Linked DNA regions of Mus musculus: region 2 is linked to region 1. A link is a contact called in public HiChIP or PLAC-seq data. All regions are on one chromosome and are shown on one strand. The core of a region is the stretch at or near the end of the contact, and the rest is flanking DNA. Distances in the headings are between cores, read along the strand shown. Region 1 has its middle 33 kb from the start of S1pr1. Region 2 holds the start of Slc30a7 (solute carrier family 30 (zinc transporter), member 7).

Region 1 (5,612 bases), core at 900-3,399:
CAGGCTACAAGTGAGGAGGAAGAGGAGAGAAGAAGACCTTACCAGAAACCTGGTTTTGATTCTAAAAAAAAAAAAAAAAGACAACTTTACATTTTTGTTCATAAAATATACAGGGTATATAGAGCCAGAGAGCTTGCTAAGTGGGTGAAGGCACTTAGCACACCTACCTGATGTTCTAAGTTCAACTCCCGGAACCCGTGGATGGGTAGAAGGAGAAAGAATTGAGTCCTACAAATTGTCCCTGGCCCTCCGCATGTGCACTCTTGCAGGAACTGGCATATATGCATTGCACACACATTAGAGTAATAAATAAACGTTTGAAAAATAAGGCGTATAGAACAAGCAGCTGCTGCATGTGGTGACATATGCCTGTAATCCCTGCACTCAGGAGCCAGAGACAGGAGGATCCAGGCATGTTTCAGGCCAGCCTGATCTCCTGTCTCAAACAAGAAGAGAAGCAAGCAGGTCAGGGATACAGCTCAGCCATTAGACGGCTTACCTGGTGTCTTAGTTAGGGTTTTACTGCTGTGAACAGACACCATGACCAAGGCAAGTCTTATAAAAAACAACATTTACTTGGGGCTGGCTTACAGGTTCAGAGGTTCAGTCCATTATCATCAAGGTGGGAGCATGGCAGTATCCAGGCAGGCATGTCGCAGGCAGAGCTGAGAGTTTTACATCTTCATCCAAAGGCTGCTAGTAGAAGACTGACTTTCCAGGCAACTAGGGTGAGGGTCTTAAGCCCACACCCACAGTGACACACCTATTCCAACCAGGACACACCTATTCGAACAAGGCCACACCTCCAAATGGTGCCACTCCCTGGTCCAAGAATATACAAACCATCACACCTGGTATCTACAAAATTCTGAATTCAATTCTTACCTCCACATAAGCTAGGCTTGGTTGTCAAACACCTAATTCTTAGCACTCTGGAGGTAGAGGCAATAAAAACCCAATTACTGCTACAATTTAAAATTAACAACTCGGGGCTAGAGAGATGGCTCAGTAGTTAAGAGAACTGACTGTTCTTCCAGTGGTCCTGAGTTCAAATCCCAGCAACCACATGGTGGCTCACAAGCATCTATAATGGGATTTGATGCACTTTTCTAGTGTGTGTCTGAAGATAACTACAGTGTAGTTACATATAATAAATAAATAAATAAATAAATCTAAAATTAACAACTCAATCTTTATTTTCAACACCAGAGCTCACATTATAAACGACATGCAATAAACTCTTTGCAAAAGTTGGCCATTTAAAAGTTAGGGTAGTTGTTACTGTATGTCTGTTTCTCTTAAGCCAGTTTCTTGTATTTCAGGCTAACCCCAAATAGCCTATGTAGTTGAGGATAGCCTTGAACTTCTGATCTCCCTGCTTTTACCTTGCTGGTTTATAAACTATTCGGAACTGGACTCAAGGCATAAAACAGGTCAGGCAAGTAGAATATCAACTGAGTCACATCCCTTTCTTTGAGACAGGTTCTTCCCATGTTGCCTAAGCTGGTCTGCAACTCATGATCTCCCTCCTTCGGCCTCTCAATTGCTGAGATTGTAACAGTGCACCACCATATCTGAATGCACATGTACATTATACAGACATGCACACAAACGTATTCATACTTTAAAGTATTACTTTAAGTTTTTAACGTTTTTTTTTGAGACAGCCTCCTACAGCTCAGCATGTACACTTACCTCCTCTTTAAATGCAGTGAAATTCCCTTTAGCTAGTAATGAAATTATAAAGACAGCAGAGGCTAATGGGGAAAGAAGTGTAGCAGAGAGCAGAGGTACATGTATAAGAACTAAAGAAATGAAGGCTTATTTTGAGCCCAGAAAGGAGAGATGAGCCTCTCCCTTCCTTGCTACCTGACCCCACCCTCTTCCCCTTTTCCTCCCTCCCCCCCTGCCCTTCCCCACCCTTGCTGACTCTCCAGATGTGCCTCCACTGAAGGGAGACAGGATTTCCTGATTATAATGAGGAAACACAGCTGATCACGCACACCAGTGCGCTCAGATCGAGATCTGACCCCCTTTGACCTTTTGCCCCATCCCCTGTTTACCAGTTTGAAGGCTGACACACGTGACTGTCAATGGAAGAAAAAGACAGCGAGGAGCCACAACAACTGTGCCAAGCGGTGGTTGTCAGCTTGGCAGAGCCCCACCTTGTCTCTTCCTGTGTATGAGACGAGATGAGAACCGGGTTGGTGCCCTGATGGTTTGGGGTGGAAATAGATCTGCAATGCTACAAACAGCCGCTTACTAAACTCTAGGCACCACTTCTCTTCTAAACTCTTCTAAACTCTAGGCACCACTTCTCTTCTGAAGTGGGACCTTTTTTGGCCCTCAGTCTGGCCTCAAACTCTTAGGCTCACATGAGAGTCGCAGGCTCTCAACTAACTGAGACTACAAGCATGCACCCCCTGGCACCCTACTTCCTCTTTTCCCTACTGTCTGCATTTTCTTCTTAGTAATCACATTCATATCCATGCTTTGAATTACCATCTATGAGCTGAATGCTCCTGGTGGTGACCCCGCATATCACCCAGACGTTCTTTTCAGTATGAGGTGTGCATCTCCCAACTGCTGGAGGGGTTCATCATTCGCAGCTTACAGCGACTCTTCCTTTCTTCCCTCTCTTTTCTTCTTTTCCTTCCTTTCCTTTCCTTTCCTTTCCTTTCCTTTCCTTTCCTTTCCTTTCCTTTCCTTTCCTTTCCTTTCCTTTCCTTTCCTTTCCTTTCCTTTCCTTCCTCTCCTTCCTGCTTCTTCTTTCCTTCTTTTCCTACCCTCTCTTTCGCCTCTTCTCTTCCCTTTTCCTCCCTATCTCCCTCTCCCACTTCATTTCTTTTCTCTTTTCCCATTTCGTTAGCTTGCTTTTTTTGTTGTTTGTTTGTTTTTGTTTTGTTTTATTTTGTTTCTAGTACTGAGAATGGAACCTAGGGCCTCTCACATGCTAGGCAAACACTCTGACACTGAGTGACATCCCCAGCTTTTGTTTTCTGAAAGACAGGTCATCACTAGGTAGCCAAGATCAACCTCAAACTCGCAATGCTTCCACCTCAGCCTGAGAGCTGGGATATTGGGAAGGTACCATCAACCCCAGCCCATTCTCCTCCTATATCACATTTCTTCACCAAGAGCAGCCTGCATCTAATGCTGGTAGAAAGAAGACTCAGGATTTGATAGTTCAGGACAATTCTGAGAGGCCATGCTGGTGCCAAAGATCCATGTAGGACTGGCTGGCATCTCTGTGATACCACCACCATAATCCACCTTCTCCCTCTGCCCAGTCTTGCTTCTTTCTCCCTTCTAGACATTTTCTCCAGGGACATTACAGTGCTTGACACAGTAACAACATCCAGATACCACTTCAGGAACAAAGAACTAATGATCATGGCTTCCAGGATCCTGGGTTAGTGTACTCAGACAGCCCTTTCAGGGATGCTTACATTCAATGACTAGCCAAATGAGACCCATAGGCTCCATTTTTTTTTGGTCTCAGCTTGAGATGGCAACAAGGGAATTGTTTTAATGTGTAAGCCCTGACCCTGAGGGCAGGAAATACCTTGACAGTTTAAGGAACATGTGGTTTGAGTTGATCCCCAGAGACCAAGTAACATGTGGCCTTCTGTTAGACTGGAGCTTTGTGGGACCTAGAAAACAAATACATATTTGGATAAATTCAAGCTCAGTGGGGGTTTACTAGATCCCTAAAAACACACCATGATTATTTCTCATGTCATTGAATATCTATCTATCTATCATTAATGCACGGAGAATCTCTCACATGGCATTGCTGACTTGTGGGGGAATGGAATGCTGTAATGGAGAAGGTCAGGCGATACCCCCAAGGTTCATCCTATAAATGTGGAAAATGAGAGACTAATGCTCCTGTTACAGACCAAGAAGATGCAGATGTGGGTCTTGAGGATTGAACTCAGGTCATCAAGCTTGGCAGCCAGGACTTTTAACAGTGAAACAGAGCTATTTCACTGGTTCTTGACCATCCTTTTAAAATAAAGAGGTCTATTGGAGTCCCTACCACAAATAAGGAAGAGCAACTCTTGGAAGGCATTTTTAGTTTCCAGAGGTAATATAGTATATATCTAAGGATACTATTGCATTTAAAACATTTAACATTTTTATGTTTTTGAGAATTTCATATATTAGGACTATATTTATATTCCCTCCCTCACGAGTATCACGGCGTTTGAGTGAGCAAGGGTAGGTAAGAAGTCTACATTATTTCAAGGCTGTGGTATCAGCACTCCTCTCATGTGGGTCAAATAGCTGGTATAACTTCTTGAAGATATCCATCATGGGAAAGTTGGAGCAACCCTAGGACTATGGTCTCAGACAGAAGCAAGCCTATGCCTCATACCCATTCTCCATAGTTATTCACGTGCCTCTCTCCAAGCTCACACCAGTGCTTGCACAAGAGGACTCATAGTACACGCCGAGGGAGGGGAAAAAATCTGACTTTGACATGCACTCACACGTGTGTGCAAGTCAGAAATCAACAGTAGCATTAAAACAAGCAGTGCTCGTCTTGAAAATGGAGATGAAAGATGTTCCCAAGGGGTGAGCTTTTAGAGGTGCACTGAGTCTCCCACTAGGTGTAGAAATTGCCTCCAATAAGAAAACATGGAATTCCTGGTCAATCAATGACTGATGGCCTGGACATCTGGCTAGGGGATTGGAAGGAAAAGAACAAAACAAAATGAGACAAGACAAAAAAACCAAACAAAACAACAAAAGAAAAATGTCTCTAGCAGAAAGGCATCGGCAGAAGAATGTAGACAGGCATGAATTGCAAAGCTTGTTTGGGTTTCCTCCTGTTGTCTCAGTGGTTTTGAAGACAGGTTCTTACTATGTAGTCTAGAATGTCCTTGAACTCCTTGTCGTCTTGCCTCAGTCCACTGCTGAGATTGCAGAAGCTGTGTGTCCCTGGGCACCATTCTGTAAGCCTTTTGTTCCATGCATAATACCCATTAGCAAATGTCTACCAGCAAAAAGCACTAAGTATTATTGAAATGTATTGGCCATTGATGCTAGCTAGTTTTTGTCACCAGCCACCTACAACTGGCATGGGTACTGTAGTGCCAGAGTGTGTAATGTACATGTAGAGCAACAACCTGGATTTCTACTTGTTAGGCACATTACAGCTGTTGCTGCTTTTGACTATTCCATAGCATGAACTGTGTACAGTGAAGCATGTGTCTAATGTCGACACTAAGGAAGCAGAGTCAGGGAGAGTACAAGTTCAATGCCAATTCCAACTACATAGTAAAATCCTGCCAGAAGCGAGAGGGGGTGGGGAGGGATCAGTAGCAGAGACCCCTGATACTGCAACATGACACTCTTCTTCCAGAACAAAGAGCAACATACAATGAGAAGTCTTCTACATTAGGCGAGACAGTTAATCCAAGACCTAAGGAAGTATAGACACAAAGACCATGCATAAAAAGATCAGCCTTGAAGCACACAATCTTATCTCAAAGAGAAACAATGCCTGTTACCTCAGACCCCTTCTGCTCTCTAAGGACTAGCCTTCCATTATCACAAGTGTGGAGAATACTTCTGGAATGAATGACCTCAGCTATCGCCACTCC
Region 2 (5,054 bases), core at 915-3,414, 320 kb before region 1:
TGGACACCCAACACATACAAGATAATCTCCAAATGATAACTGAGTTCTATTTTGACGTGTGGGACGTGTGTTAACATGTGGGACATATGTTAACCTATGTGTAGGTTAACATGAACAGGATAGATATTATTTAAAGATTACAAAAAGAAGTGAGGCACAGTAGAAACAACTTTTCCTGGTTTAAAGAGTGTCCTTCTGTCCTTTATACTGCAAACGAAAATGCCTTTAACGCTGATTGGCCTTTATGCTGTCCAGGGCTAAGGATTAAAAAATAGCATGGCCACAGTCAGAAGGGAGAAGATCTTCAAGAGCAGATCTACCTTATATCGTAACAAATCTAGGAAACTGATAAAGCTGAAATTAAATTTCTTTAATGCCTTTCAAAACTATTCAATAACAGGTAATATGGGTTCCTCCCTATCTATGCCAGCTAAGCAACTTCGGATTTACAACAGTGCAAGATGGAATACAGAATTTATTTCCAAAGGCAGGATAAAAACCACATAGGCTCAAATTGCAGGTGACCTTAATGAGAAGGCTGGAAATCCATTGCTGAAACTTGATTATTTTGATATACCATCCCCACCATCATACTTAAATAAAGCAGTCTTCAAGGGGGAAAAAATCAATTGCAATAGCTATTTTGCCTTAAACGACCTCGTCTGCAGTCAGTTCTGGCTTCCTCAGCAATGCAGTAGGGTAGAATTGAAAAACTGCTCTGAACAACAACAACAGAGTAGCCTTTAAAAAGTAAATGCTACTAATTGAGAATATTTGCTTACATGACAATAATGGTCCAAGAAAGGCAAAGACAAAAGAGACATGTTTGTCCTAGAACTTATAGAATCAAGCCGTTTGTTACCAGCAGTTTTTAAAGAGGAACATTAAAAAAAAATCAAGATCTATTTTCAAAAATCTAAATTACAGAATAAATCCTTCCTACCCACAAAGTTCCAAGAACGAGGGCAAAACAAGCAGAGGTCCCAAATGGAAAGATAAAATCAATGAAAGAGAATTTCACAGTTGCCTCACCTCTAGTGCAGAAGATTGCAGCGGGGCCAGCGGGTTTATTTGCAGCTTGGTTAGCATAAATCGAAAGGAGAGTCTCCTTTGCTTGCCTCTTTTCCACCCCTTTCCTAAACCGGGCTTCCAACCTCTCTGCCCGTCCAATTGATAACCTAGGAAATGCGCCGCCTGCAAAGTGAGTGCCTGGAGCAGGGGACAGTTCCTGAGTGGCCACCCCTCCCTCGCTTTGGGTGACGCTCCACTTCCTGTTAGGCAAAAAGGCTTTCCCAAGAAGCTCGGTTTTGTAGTTTCCAAGCCACCTCCCCAAACCAGACCCCCTTTCCGGGTTTCCCCTTCTAGGTAATAACTTTTAATCATTCACGTGATCGGCCAGCTGACCTTGTCTAAACAATCCCCTAGAAAGATGCTGGAGAGTGTCTCTCTAGCCAGCCCAGGCCCACAAGGCTCATCCCCAGCCTCCCACCCAACAGGCTTGTATCTGCACCTCCTGAAATGGACCATAGTGACAGCTACTGTCTTGGGGGTGACAAGGATGCTAAAGGAACCTGTCTGCGGTTGCCTTCAGGGCTACAACCGAATGAGGTTGCAGGGGAGAAACAGCAAGAAGCGGACCTCAAGGCCATAGTCTATGGCCCTCTTCCTAAAGGACGTTTTAAAATACCTTTAAGTGTTTCTTTTGCAAAGCACTCAACGATCGCGTCCCGCGTGACGGTTTCCGCGGGTGGGGGTGGACTCCCTTAGCGTTGACCTCGGGAAGCCATTCTCGCACATCCCGTGCAGTGGCGGCGCAGCACGTGGCCGCCTGGGCTTTTCAGTGATGCTGCCTAAGGCACAGCGGGGATTTGAGGTCCTTTAGGGGGTTAATGCTGAAGGAGCAGGAGCGGGCTGCACTGCATCCGGGGACGATAGTGATGGGCGATCTGGGTGGGTGACAGCGGGCCCTGAACCAGTCAGCCACGTCTGCAGAGAGCCAGCAGGGGTATCTTTCGTGAGTTCAGGAGATAGGACCCCTAGCTCAGCTAGAGATAGATCCCCAAGCTTTCAGCTCGGACTTTCCGCAGCCCCCAAGCCCCGCCTCCTCCCCGTAAGCCCCTCCCCTGCCGGAGTCCCCGCCCCCGCCTCCCGCTTTCCCGTCCCAGGACGCGTTGCGCGGCCCGGGCCGGAAGTCCTCGAATTCCCGGGTGTGTGTCTGTGTCTGTGTCTCGCGGCGGTGCCGCGGCGGTCAAGCGCTTTGGGGTCCGCGTTTGAAGCGTCACCGCTGTCACTGCCGCCACCATACCGAGTCACTTCTAGAGGGACGGAGACCCGGCCCTTCGCCGGGTGGAGAAGATGTTGCCCCTGTCCATCAAGGATGATGAATACAAACCACCCAAGTTCAATCTGTTCGGCAAGATCTCAGGCTGGTTTAGGTGCGGGGTGCTGTGATTGCTGGGAGGGGGCTGCCCGGGATGCTGAGACAAAGCTGGGTGCTAAGGATGGCCTGAGGTCCAGCATGGGAGCGTCACCCTCCTGCTGTGGTGGAACGAGCATGCGGACTGGGTGGGTTTTGAGGGGTCCCCGCAACCCCCTTGGCTCCTGCTTGCTTCTGATCACCTGTATCGTGCCCAGGTCCATCCTGTCGGACAAGACATCCCGGAACCTGTTTTTCTTCCTGTGCCTGAACCTCTCTTTCGCTTTTGTGGAACTACTCTACGGCATCTGGAGCAACTGGTAACCAAAGGGGAAGATGATTGGGGCGGAAGCAGAGGGTGAGGGAGACAAGCCACTATTTGCTTAGTGCCACGTAGCTCCTTACCGGCAGGTTCACGTCTTACCTTTGCCACTACCACTTTTGCTGAGTTGCTCTCAGCGTACTCTCACCAAAAGGGAAGGGCTGCAGTTCTAAGATCGGGGACTCTCATTTCCTGCAACTCCATTAAACAGAACTGACAAACAGGCCCCCTCCTCATATTTTTTTTTTACTTTTTTATTTGGCAGATGCAATGAATCTCTTTAACAGCTTGCCTTAGCTATGCCTCAGGAAAAATGAGAGGATCCTGTTAGCTAACCTACCTGTGGGTGTGGCTTTTTTTTTTTTTTTTTTTTTTTTTTTTGGATTTCACTCCTAAGATTCTGAGAGAGAAAGATCTGAATGGCCCTGTTAAATTTATGATTGCCTTTGAATGACTTTTGAAGAGGTTTGTGAAGAGACCGTTGGCAAAGCATATGCCATTCTCTTTTCCAGTGAAACTGTCTTAGGATTTTCCTTGTATCTTTACTGCAGTAGAAAATCCCATACAGTTTTCTGAGAATGCCATTTTGACTTGAAGGCTTTGGTGTCACCTTTGGGCTTTTTTGTTTGTTTGTTTTTGTTTTATGGTGTCAAGATTTGGGTCGAAGAGAGTCCGGTGTCGCTAAGGAAGTAAAGTCACTGGAATTTAAGTATTTGCTGTGGGATAACTTCTGGGCTTGTGAAACTGCTCTGCAAATAACAGAATGAGCACACTTCTGAAGTGTGCTAACTCCATTTCTAGATTTTATTCCCTTCTAAGAATCGATAAAAGAGGGGCAGAAGTTGAGAGTGCTCACTGCTCTTGCAGAGGATCAGGATTTCGTTCTCAGCACCATATCTGGTGGCTCACAACTGCCTGTAACTCCAGCTTCAAGGGTCTGACATTCTTTTCTCCACCTCACAGGCACATGCACACATGTGACAGACACAGAAAAACAGAGACGTACAGACAGACACACACATGCAGGGATAAAAACAAAATGTTAAAGAAAGAGACTCTATTAGAAGATGGGGGATATAACTCTCCCAGGATCTTTAGGCGAGTTACATAGGATTGTAGATTAACCTGTGCCATTTATGGTCTATTTTTGTTACTTCTAGTAAACTAACTTGGCCTCTGTCTTTTAAAATCCATTTTCAGAGGGGTAAAAGATCATAGTCTTTGGACTCTAACTCTGCTGTATTTGAGCAAAGTAATTGTTTCAATCAAGTTATCATGGCATCTGTTCTCTGGCGTACACCTTTGATCCCAGCAATTGGGTAGCAGAGGCAGGAGGATCTCTGTGAGTTCGAGGCCAGCCTGGTCTATCTGTTCCAGGACAGCCAGGACTAAGAGATCCCTGTCTCAAAAAAGAAACAAGCAACAACAAAAGCCCCCAAACAAAGCAAAACCTTCAGTAAGTAGTAAATCATAAGGATTATTGGTTTTGTTATTTCTTGGGGTACAAAAGTCAAATGAACATCATTAACTTAATGTATTTAATAACCATTTTGATTCCTCTGAGAATTGTACATTTCAAAGGATACCTCATAACATTATTTTTAATCTCATAAACTATTTAATACCTTTTGATAGATCATATTTGTTGAAAATACTATAGTCTTAACTTATATTTGAATATAATACTTTAATAATGAATATATTTATAATATACTTCATATTTTCTTTTTAAATTGTCATAATTTTGGCATATGTGTTGCTTATTCTATGATACATTGTAGCTTTGTACACACACATCTTTTATTATTGCTTTATATTGCTACCTAGTATATTTCATTATGACCTTTCATTGGCATAAATCACTTCATGGAATACCTTGCTCTAGGGATTCATATCTTAAGTGTCTGAACCATCGATTTCATGGAAAGTTGGGTGTATAGTGCCTTTCCAATCTGATCACTTAAAGTACTAAAACCATTTTTGTCCAAGCTGTTTGTCAGTATACATCATTGCATAAGGGAGATATTAGTGGAACGTGACTTGTTATCTGACCTTCGGTGGTTTGCTCCTCTGTTTTTTGGGTAACTTTCTGCTATCCTCAGGTGACTTGTTCTGTCATACCCTAATGGTTTATCCTTTCATTGTGTTAAATCATTCAGACTCACGTGAGCTTTGTTGTCTGTCGTGCTGCAGTCATTTGTATCTCCTCTGTATATCAAGTTTGATAGCCACAGTTGCTTAGTCCCCAATATCAGTTGGTGTCAGTAGCTACGAAACATAAATCCTTGCTGCTTGGGAGGATTTAGAAGTTTGTTG

What was found. HiChIP or PLAC-seq counts read pairs in DNA pulled down with a chosen protein or histone mark.
Region 2: a contact with region 1 is called in an H3K27ac HiChIP or PLAC-seq map of microglia, with 9 times the contacts expected there. The contact joins the promoter of Slc30a7 here to the enhancer-like site in region 1. A contact is called at or near these places in 10 of 39 promoter capture datasets (3T3-L1-derived adipocytes, the C10 cell line, the HPC-7 cell line and 6 more), 1 of 15 datasets of contacts at CTCF or cohesin (the NIH/3T3 cell line), 3 of 484 Hi-C or Micro-C datasets (B cells, double positive thymocytes and nephron progenitors), 31 of 115 datasets of contacts at active chromatin or transcription factors (the 230-238 cell line, the HPC-7 cell line, the SCID.adh cell line and 21 more) and 3 of 9 other capture datasets (adipose tissue, embryonic stem cells and liver).

What each region holds. Positions count from the first base shown.
Region 1 is chr3:115,679,353-115,684,964 of GRCm38.p6, reverse strand. No RefSeq gene overlaps it. Among named protein-coding and RNA genes, the nearest start is that of S1pr1, 33 kb to the left of the region's middle. Within about 2 kb of position 2,149, at least 115 of the 459 cell types and tissues checked have an H3K27ac peak or open chromatin away from gene starts, as enhancers often do. A contact at or near this core is called in the 230-238 cell line, B cells, the HPC-7 cell line and 10 more, where this site is marked.
Region 2 is chr3:116,004,516-116,009,569 of GRCm38.p6, reverse strand. It overlaps Slc30a7 (solute carrier family 30 (zinc transporter), member 7), which reads left to right and starts at 2,164. Exons shown (of 11, transcript NM_023214.7): 1 at 2,164-2,435; 2 at 2,635-2,736. The coding sequence starts at 2,356. Extl2 (exostosin-like glycosyltransferase 2) reads right to left here and starts at 1,273. Exons shown (of 5, transcript NM_001163514.1): 1 at 1,033-1,273.